Regions from separate parts of the Capsicum annuum genome. Here region 2 is linked to region 1. Evidence: chromatin contacts called from public Hi-C data. All regions are on one chromosome and are shown on one strand. The core of a region is the stretch at or near the end of the contact, and the rest is flanking DNA. Distances in the headings are between cores, read along the strand shown.

Region 1 (5,484 bases), core at 1,400-3,899:
TGAAGAGAAAAAGATAAACATGGCATAAATTAAAAAAAAAAAAATCAAAAATGCAAAAATATTTTATTTTTGGGAGAAAATATACTTTGATCTTTATGACTTGGACACTTACACTGGACTAAGAACAACGAAGGAGAGAGTATTAAGTAGGATTTTACACCATATAAAAACACATCCACTTTAACTTTGCTATTATTTTCACGTAACTACTTACCTATTTTAATTACTTTGCTTAACTTTTTTATTTACTTTGTTTATAATATATACTAAAACCTGCTTATTAATTATATATACACTTTATTAGTATTATATATCTGACTTATAATATTATCTATCCATATATAATATTATTATTGTCTCTATATACATCTATTATTATATTTGTAATAAATTTTTTTACATTATATTTGTCTTCTATTTTTTACATTATACTATCTATTTAAACTATATAATATGTTTATTACTGTTTATTACCTGTCTATTATATTATATTATTATATATTATCTATATTTATTATATAATTATATATAATAAATAATCTGGGATAATAATAAAATCATATGTTTATCTGTTTATTATTGTTTGTTACTTGTCTATTATATTATATTATTATATATTGTCCGTATTTATTATATAATTATATATAATAAATAACGTGGGATAATAATAAAATCATATGTTTATTATTACTATCAGAGCAATAATAAACGATATGTTTTATTATAGTATTATATAATTATCCTGATACCATAAAAACATATGTAATGATTATATGATATCTCATAGCTCTGATACCAATAATAAAATCAAAAGTAAACATATTATATAAATTTCTTTAATTCATATAATCTGTTTATTATTGTGACAAAATAACAGACGTATACAATATCAGCTAAATAAATGAACGGAGGAAAATTAAAAAAAGACATTAGCCGCCGGACCGCCCAAGTTGATAAAGTCTTTAGAAAGGATTTGAAGTCCACAAAAAAATTAAGATTTGAAGTCCAAAGATTCCTATAAATACCCCCCTTATGTAAGACTTAAACATGTACCAAATAGAGAAAAAAGTAAAAAAAAATCAAGAGTGAGAAAGTTTTTTAGTTTTCTTCAGTTCTTTAAGTTTCTTAATTTCTAAAGTTTGTAAGTTATTTCAAAAAAAAAAAGTGTGAAAAATTTTCTTAATTCTTCATTTTCGATAGCTGTCAACTTTCAGGGGATTCTCGAAAGGAAAACCTCACTTCTTCCTTGAAATATGTAAGTAGTAGTTATATAGATCTTTGTAGTTTTCTCCCAAGTTTGTAAATTATGTTTGAATTAATCAAGTTTATATTTTCTTTCACATGGGTTTTATTATTCAGATCTGGATCGCCGGTGGTTTATCGTCAGTTTTCTGATTTTGTATAATTTGTAAATTACTTATAAAAATATCCTCAGTATATGATTATTCTCCCAGTGTTTTAGCAATAACGATTGATTAATCTGTAAATTTCTAGGGACTTGGAAAGTCCGAAGAAGATTAAAAAAGGACTGTTGTTATTCTCTCGAGATGTGATTAAAGAAGATATTGCTAAAATACCTAAAACTGAAGAGAAAAAGATAAACATGGCATAAATTAAAAAAAAAAATCAAAAATGTAAAAATATTTTATTTTTGGAAGAAGAAAATATACTTTGATCTTTATGACTTGGACACTTACACTGGACTAAGAACAACGAAGGAGGGAGTATTGAGTAGAATTTTACACCATATAAAAACACATCCACTTTAACTTTGCTATTATTTTCTCGTAACTACTTACCTATTTTAATTACTTTGCTTAACTTTTTTATTTACTTTGTTTATAATATATACTAAAACCTGCTTATTAATTATATATACACTTTATTAGTATTATATATCTGTCTTATAATATTATCTATCCGTATATACTATTATTATTGTCTCTTTATACATCTATTATTATATTTGTAATAAATTTCTTTACATTATATTTGTCTTCTATTTTTTACATTATAATATCTATCTATACTATAGAATCTGTTTATTACTATTTATTACCTGTCTATTATATTATATTATTATATATTATCCGTATTTATTATATAATTATATATAATAAATAATCTGGGATAATATATATATATATATATATATAGACACACACACACGCACATTATGTCGGTTTGATTCAGGTTCGGTTTGATTTTTTTTTTGTCAACATCAAACCAAATTAAGGATGATCGGGTTTTTTTTCTAACGCCAAACCAAATCATAAGTCATTTTTTTCTCGGTTTGATTTGGTTCGTCGGTTCGGTTTGACTTGACGGTTTGGTCTGTATACCCCTACTTTTGATATAAAAATTAAATTTGTGTCACTTTAAAACATAAATAATTTAATACTAAAAATTGTTTAAAATTGAACCTTAAAATTTAAATGCAGAATCTATCCCTCCACTTTCTTTTTCTTTTTCCTTCTCTTTTCCTTTTTTTTTTTTTTTTTGAGTTTATTTCACTTTACCCCGAAAATAATTTTAAATAACAAAAGAACAAAAAAAGTTTATAAATTAATTTTGAAAAACAACAATTTGAGCTTATCATGTTTTAGCACTAAAGTTGAATGATTATGATATTTGAAAGCGAAATAAGATCTTTAAAAGGCGGCTTCATATCCCTACGTCTCTTTTTGGTTGGAAAATAGATGACCGGCCATACTATTTAATTTAAGAAATTAATTAAATATAAAAATTTTGATGTGTAAGTTTGATATTTATTTCATAAATAAAATGTATGTAGTTCATAGTCTCACGATTTAAAAAAATGTCACATAGTAAAAATAATCACAAAATTAAAAGCACATGGTATTTTATTTTTAATATGTGGCATATTTTTTTTCGCATCAGATAATTAACTATACATATTTTATTTATCATGGAAGATATTTTTAATTTGTTGTGTTTTATAGGAACGGAATTATATATAGCTATGTTTAGTTGGAATAAGACTAAGTTTAAACATCTAAAAAGGGACGTTTGGGCAAGTTTAAGGGCAGTATATGTGTTTAGCCAAGATTGGATTATTATATCAAGTGGATGTTAACAAAATACATGATTAAAACAAAATTCAAATTGTGAATATTAATATTTCTACAAACAGAGTATACATCTTTCAGCCAAATTCATGCTCTTATCTTTCTTATCTATCACCAGTCTTGTCATTTTTTATTTTTTTTGATAAATAAAGAAAAAAGATAAGAGACACATCAAAAGATATATATATACACACACCTCTAATTATATATCTCTACCAATTTTTTTCATTATCAATCAAAAAAAAAAAAAAAACCAAATAATGAATTATTACTTTCTTGTATAAAAGTGATAAAGTAGTATTTGCCCTTATTTACATAATTTCTTGTATTTTTTATTTATTACCAAATTACGTTATTATTGTTCCTTCTCCATACGCTTTGTATTACTCTTCATATTAGTTGCCATATTTTCTTGATTGTTATATTTTTTAGTTCATTATAACTATTTCAATTTGATCTTTTGAATCAAGGATCTTTCGGAAATAATCTCCTGCCTCCATGAGGTTAAGTTCGTACCAAAAATGGTCAGTCGACACTTTGAATTGCAAGCGAAGTTCAATTCGCTATTTTCTTCATCTCTTCATTCATCAAAATTGTTTTCTCCCATTCTCCTCTCTCTTCATCTTTTGCCATGTATACACATTGTATAAGGATGTATATATATATTGTATAAAAAACATACATGGATATATATACATCTCTAATACATTATTATACATTATATATACATAGTTATACACTATTTATATAATATCCATACATTATGTAACTATACAACTATTTTGTTAAAAAATATTTTGTCACCTATACAGTTACGTAAGCCCGTATACTCATATATTGTAGGGTAACTTACATAAATCCCTGAATCTTTAAGTGATATTACATAAAATCCTGACTATTTTATTAATTACATTTTATCCCGGTTTTTAAAATGGTGATACATATGTTATACAGTGATACATATAAATTGATACATTTGAAACTGACAAAGATATTTATTTAAAGGAATAATAGATTCTCTTTTATTTTGTGGAGCAAATCACGCATAATCAGTTATACAATGAATTAATCAGATTTTAAAAAAAAATTCAATACCCTAATTTCTGTCAAACCCAATTCAATCCAATATGATCTTATCCACTTTTCTGCTGACCCACCTTTCATGGTGTCCAGATCCACTTTCTCTCCTCCTCCGCCGTCGGTGATGGGATGGCTGCTCCGTTTTTAAATACAGTGTGAACAAAATGTATCACTCATTAATAACATATGAATCACCTAATAATTGAAATAAATAATTATATCTACCATATGAATGATCACCATAATACCATATATATCACCCATTAATATCATATGAATCACCCAATAATTGAAATAAATAATTGTATCTGTCATATAAATCATCATAATACAATATGTATCACCCGTTAAAATCATACAAAATGTATCTATCGTATGAATCATCATAATACACATATAATGATATCATATTTATCATTCATATAAATCATCATTAAAAGAATAAACATGTATGAATAACTAAATAAATTTATATATGTATCAATAGATTTTTAAAAAAATATGGGAGAGATTTTCGAAGAGGAAAGAAAAAAGCTGCATGCGTTAATGGAGGAGAAAAAATCAGGAAGGAAAATGATTTAAGCGTTAATTGAGGAGAAAAAATCAGGAAGAAAGATGATTTAATTGTTAATGGTGGACTAAAAACAGGATGTGGTTTTTGTTGATATGTATCAAGAGTAAAAGTTGAAAATCAGAATTTTGTGTAAATTTTTAAAAAGTAAGGGATATTAGGTTATATAGTCTCTTAAGTTTGAGATTTGTTTAAGTTATCCTATCGGAAAAAAAAATTATATAGCAATTATTAGATAGGAAATTACAGCTTATAGCATAACTTTTAGTTTTTCAAGTTATAGCAAATCTTATAAAAAAATAAATAATAATTTTTTTTTTCTTAAATACAAAAAAGTAAATGAAAAGGAAAATAAAGATTTAATACAACTAATATGCAATTGCCCTTCCTTAAAAATAGTTATCTTAATTATTGATATCAATCCACCCCAAAATCTCTCTAACCGTTTTTCTTTTCTCCTATTTTAATGCTTCCATTAAGAATTTTCATCTTCATACACTAACTTCTTTTTATACACCATTTAGTTGTTCCAGTCATAAATTGATATCACCTAAATTTATACACCACCTTCTTTATGAATTTTGATTGCAACGAGGAATCACTACAAACACTCAACAACGGCTACCAATTGCCAAGTTAAGACCTTTCAACTGGTAAAGATCATCCACAGAAGTATGGTTATTGCTCCCTTGGGAACTATTCTATAAATTGGTATCACCTAAATTTAATATCGTAATCCATAAA
Region 2 (5,484 bases), core at 1,744-4,243, 49 kb after region 1:
GTAGGTAGTGATCATTGTGGGATGTGTCCTATTGTTGGGGAACGGTACAAATGCAAAGACTGCAAGGAGAAAATAGGAGCTTGGAAAATGTTCATTATGGATAACTGTGAGGAGCCTATGCCCGAGTACCTTGGATTTGTGAAGGGTCTTGTGGACTCTGATTATTTGTCTCTCAACATCTCTCGTGAGATGCTACAGCAAAACAAGATTCTCTAGGTGATTAGGAAGAACCTTGTGAAGAAATGTATTGAAATGTTCAATGAAATTGCTGAGACCAAGAAGGGATTGAAGCTTGCTGATATATTTACCAAAGCTCTTCCCAAATTTAGATTTGAAACTCTTCGTGAACAACTTGGAGTTACCAGCAAACATCTCAAGGAGGAGTGTTGAAGTATTGAGTTATTTGCTGTTATTTTTCTTTTTTTAGTTTAGTAATTTTATTTTTGAAATTTAGTTAATAGGATTTATTAGTATCCTAGTTAAAGATAGAATAGGATTTTATTCGTTTCCTAGTTAGAAATAGAATAGGATTCTTTTGTCTATTTATATTCTCAGATGTGAATGAATAAACAAATAGAATATTTTTACCCTCAAGCGTTTTCTTTTTCTGTGTTCTGTAGAACAACAACATTGCAACAGATGAAAAGGTTCATTTAAATTAGCAAACACAAAAATCAAATACACAGTCGCCTTGGATAAAGACCAAGGTATATTAGAGCGATGACATGGAGAGAATACTACCACCTGAAATAACCTTAACAAAAAGAACCGACTCCAGCCAATGGGCAGTGTTATCAACAAAATTTATGTCTTACAATTCCATAGTGGTGTCTGGTTGCTAAACTATTAAAATCTCAACGAACATCTAGCCTGACCCACAATCCCACATAACCATTCACTTCAGGCAATTACAAATCTATTCCAGGCATAACATAGAATATGCTCGATTAATAGTAACAACCAGCAGCTCTAACTTAGAGAAATAAACATCTGTTGAGTATAACTACCATCTATTTTAATGTTAATGACATAGGCCGTCAGAAACATCTCCGCGAAACTTCAAAGGGATACGCAAAGCTAGGAGATTTAACTTTTAAGTTTAGATTTGACGCCCATATGCAACATTCATCTCAACATACCTCTCTCAATATACTATTACAAGCATCAAAACTGCAGAATTAACAGGTCTATCTACTCTATTATCTCCTATTATTATTATTGTTACTATCAATATTGTTAATCTTGAAGAGATTTTTAAGATGCACTATAATTTTTCCGTGATCAATACTCACCATTAAAAATAGGAAACTTTCTTACAAAAAAGGAACCTATGGTGTGCAGACAAGTTCTCCTAATAGGACATCACAAGTATCTCGGATTTGAAGGAATCCAGGATGCCTTGCCAATGTAGCAAAAGGAAAATTTAAGGATCTATAGAATGAATCGAAGTCCTAACCAAACAGAGCTTGATAGAGAAATTAAACCACTTGATCAAATTAAGTTGTTGTATTACCAGAAGCTATCAAAAACCTATCCTTATTACTGCAAACAGGAGATTCTAAAAGGAGCTTTAATACTTACCATACTTCCCAACGATTCCAGCCTTCTTGGTCCTCTTAGTCTGCAGAAAAAATAGCACATTTCACATTAAAACAAGCTGCAAGTTTTACTCAATTTCAATGTTCATAATGATATCTACACCATCTCATCTCATTAGGATCAGACTCCCTATTTTAAAGTAGACTAAACAATTTTACCTTTTCAGAACCTCCTTACAAATATGAGAAACTGTGACCTCACAAACAAGAAGACCAAGTACCCACAATCCAACCCATCCACTCAACTGCTCTATACTAATACTATGTGAGACAAAAGCGTAACATTTAAAACAATTCCCGTCTATTCTACAACCTAGCGTTTGCAATTTCCATTGTTGATATGAATGAGCAACTGACACATATAGTGTATGTCTGGTAAGGAGGAAAATATTTTCTCTTACTTCTCATGTTCGGTTGGTCAAAATTTCTAAAAAGTATTTTCTAGGAAAATAAGTTGTTTAAAAATGAGGAAAATGACTTCACATGATTGTGCCCTCTCCACTCTAGGAAGTAGGGAAAATGAGCCATACAAGTGGCAATCCACATTCATTGTGTCCTCCGCACCCTCCGGCATACCTCATCTTCACCCCCCATTGTCCTAACCCCCACCACCCACACTCTCCAATCAACGATTATATATAAATGATTTTAGGATAATATTTTTTGCATACAAGCCGAACACAACATAAGCAAGAAAACCACTTTTTTTCTTAGAAAACATTTTTTCAAAATTTTTTTTCCTTACCTGAAACACACCCATAATAAAATTTTCCTTTCCACTCCAACGTATATTACTACCAATAAATCATTTACAACTACAACAACAACAACAACAACGAGCCCAGTGTATTCCCACAAAGTGGGGTCTCGGGAGGGTAAAGTGTATGCAGTCCATACCTCAACCTCAAATGAAGTAGAGAGGCCGTTTCATAGACCCCCCCCCCCCCCCCCACACACACACACACACATCATTTACAATTACCCATTTCAACAAAATATCAAATCTTGGACATTCTCCAATAACATTCAATAAACCTAATGAATAGCTACTGTAACAGACAATAACCCAAGTACAATTGCACATAATAATATCAACCCTTTTCATCAGCAACCAAAACAAAAAAACAAAAAATACAGCTCTTTTAGTTGAATTAATACTAAGATTTAACAGATTAAGGGTAAAAAGGGGGGTACCATCGTGAATGTTGATGGAGGATTTTGAGCGGCTGCTTAGAGCAAAGATTCACTAGGGTTTTTTTGTAGTGTCAAAAGAAGTACGTATAATTAGTTGCTTTTTGGGCAAGATTAGGCCCATTGTTTGTAATATTCGGGTTGACCCGAATCTGTAAACCAAATTGGGCCTGTGATCAATTTTTAAGAAGTAACCAAAATAGTCTCGGCGGATGTACAATATGTGTATGATTTTGTATAATAAACGTATAATCTATGTATACCATTTAGAAAAGCAAATAGTAAATCGGTTTGGCTATTTATGTAAAGATCTCATATTTTTTACTCTCAAAACTTATGGAAAATACTAATTTTTTGATTAAAGATGCCAATTCTGTAAATTGCATCACTTCTTTGAAACTTAATTCTCTATGAGGGTGTAATTTTGTAGGCGTTTGACTGTTAAATTTTAAATATTTTTCATTTTATATAAAATCTATGATGAGATTGAAGATGAAATTATATTTAATTATATTTTTCTAAAAAATATTTGGAATCATGATCATGTTTGATTGAACTTTTTCTAAAAAAAAAACATGAAATATAATTTAGTTATATTTTTTTAAAATTAGCAAAATCACCTTAGTTGACGAATTCACCTGAAACGAACAATCAAATTTGCTCTAGAAGAATATTGCATAATGAATAGTCACATAATGTCATTTATTGGATGTCATATACCAGCAAACTATATGATAGACGACTCGAATTGAAGTATGTTTTGAAGTTATTTATTAAGAATTTTGGTTTATTATGTGTACATGTTTTGACTAGCTACTTAACTGTTAAATACAATCTCTTTTTTGAAATAAAAAGGTTTTATGTCAAGTTTTACTATCTTCATTCCCAGTCAAAATTGTTGATCAATGTTCATATGATGTATATCTGAGCTCCACTTAGATATTTCCTGGCTGAAAGATACAATAATTATGAAAAGACTAACTTGATTAGTGATTACACACACTTTATGTGCATTTACAAAGTAATAATATACAATGGACATATACACCTATGTATTAACATAAGATACTTTGATGCATACAGTATCAATTTTTTTTAATATAAAGATGGCTTTCTGTTTGTCAATAACCAACCAAAATGCTCTATACTTCTGCACTAATCATGCAGATTTGATGGGCACAGTAATGCCTTGTGAGATTTTCCGGTCAAAATAAGAAAAAAGATCAATATAATTCTTCTTGAACTAAAAGAGATCTTCGAACATATTCGAGGGTTCAATATGCCAACCAACTTATGTATACACCACTAATGTTCCACTTAGTACTTGCGACCTCCAACTGAGGTTCATAAACAAAGAGGAAGTGGTTTCGTTGAATTTAATTCATGCAGTTGTTTGGTTGGGAAAGAGTTATCCCGGGATAATACCTCATTTTTTTCTCATGTTCGTTTTCCACACACCCTAAGTGAGATTTGGTTGTAAGTTACATAAACTTATGACCTAACAAATTATAGACCAACATGGAGGAGGACCATCACCAAGGGCAAAAGCGATTTGTTTGAGATAGGACATTATCCAACGGTGGTGTTCATGTCAGCTTGCACGCATCCCAACTAATTCCATGGGTTACCTGTTACTTCCCACCAACACACATATTAGATAACTTTGTCCAATTAGGCTTGGACAGAAAGGGAAAAAAATTACTGAGAACATTATACTATCTTCAAAAACATCTGAAGGAGCCCAGTAAACCAAATTGATATATGCTTCACAAAGTTGATATCAACAGTCACGTATACATGCCTAAGCATTACACCGAATAATCCACATATTCAGTCGTCCTGCTTCTGCATTTGTTCGTAGGTAAAACAATGATTAACCATGTCGAAAACTAATGAGAAAAAAAATGGTTCATTTGGACAACACGGGTGGTCTAAAATCTTCCAACTGTGTGCTGGACGTGCTGCAGATATCTCTCAAAGCTGATTCTCCCTTCTCTGATCTTATCACGTCAAATGTACTTTCGAGAAGTTCATATCCCAATCCAGTTTGCAGAAGATGACCGGGCTGCTCACCACCATGTCGTATAAGATGTCCGGTTTCTTTCAGAGAGATCACATTTTCGCTAATTAATCTACCGAAAATGTGACCAAGAAATACAGCTGCTTTTGGAGCATCAGTAACTTCATTCTCCAAAGTAGCTAAAACTGATTCAAACCTGCTAAGAGAAAGACTATTAAAAGCAAAAACTCGGATGATAATAGAAAAGGAATTGGCAGCTTACCCCTCAACGAGCTGTTTGGCATTCAGTACCACCTTGGACTTCGTAAGACTGATAAGAAGCCGGGCAAGAAGATCCCTGTCCCTTTCTTTCCTCTGAAACGAGTCATTTACCCACATCGATAACATCATTGGAAGAAAGCTTGGTGAGTTCAACTCTCCAATGCGTAGAACAACTTCGTCCTCATCAACTGCACTGGAACCAGAAAATCACACATTATATCTGTAAAAGGGAAAGTATAGAACGAACAGCATTCTTGAGATTATCCAAATGAAATCCCTAAAAGGATCCTCTCTCATTTAGTCAAACAGAACTAAAGAATAACGCCACGTACATTATGTAAATGTAGTTAATAGTTTTCTTTGCTATATACGTTTCCTAACAATGTCAGCTCCCTGAATTTGAAGCTACAAATT

Evidence for each region. A called contact is a pair of places that touch in the nucleus more often than the background predicts.
Region 2: a contact with region 1 is called in a Hi-C map of pericarp, with 2.5 times the contacts expected there. The contact joins the promoter of LOC107868661 here to the enhancer-like site in region 1. A contact is called at or near these places in 5 of 5 Hi-C or Micro-C datasets (bud, leaf, pericarp and 1 more).

Annotation. Positions count from the first base shown.
Region 1 is chr1:13,639,827-13,645,310 of UCD10Xv1.1, forward strand. No RefSeq gene overlaps it. Among protein-coding and RNA genes, the nearest start is that of LOC107868652, 35 kb to the right of the region's middle. Within about 2 kb of position 2,650, at least 1 of the 5 cell types and tissues checked has an H3K27ac peak or open chromatin away from gene starts, as enhancers often do. A contact at or near this core is called in pericarp, where this site is marked.
Region 2 is chr1:13,688,599-13,694,082 of UCD10Xv1.1, forward strand. LOC107868661 (60S ribosomal protein L37a) reads right to left here and starts at 2,994. Exons shown (of 5, transcript XM_016715334.2): 1 at 2,793-2,994; 2 at 1,582-1,621. The coding sequence starts at 2,795. It overlaps LOC107868670 (eukaryotic translation initiation factor 4G-like), which reads right to left. Exons shown (of 13, transcript XM_047394191.1): 12 at 5,072-5,263; 13 at 4,535-5,020. The coding sequence ends at 4,699.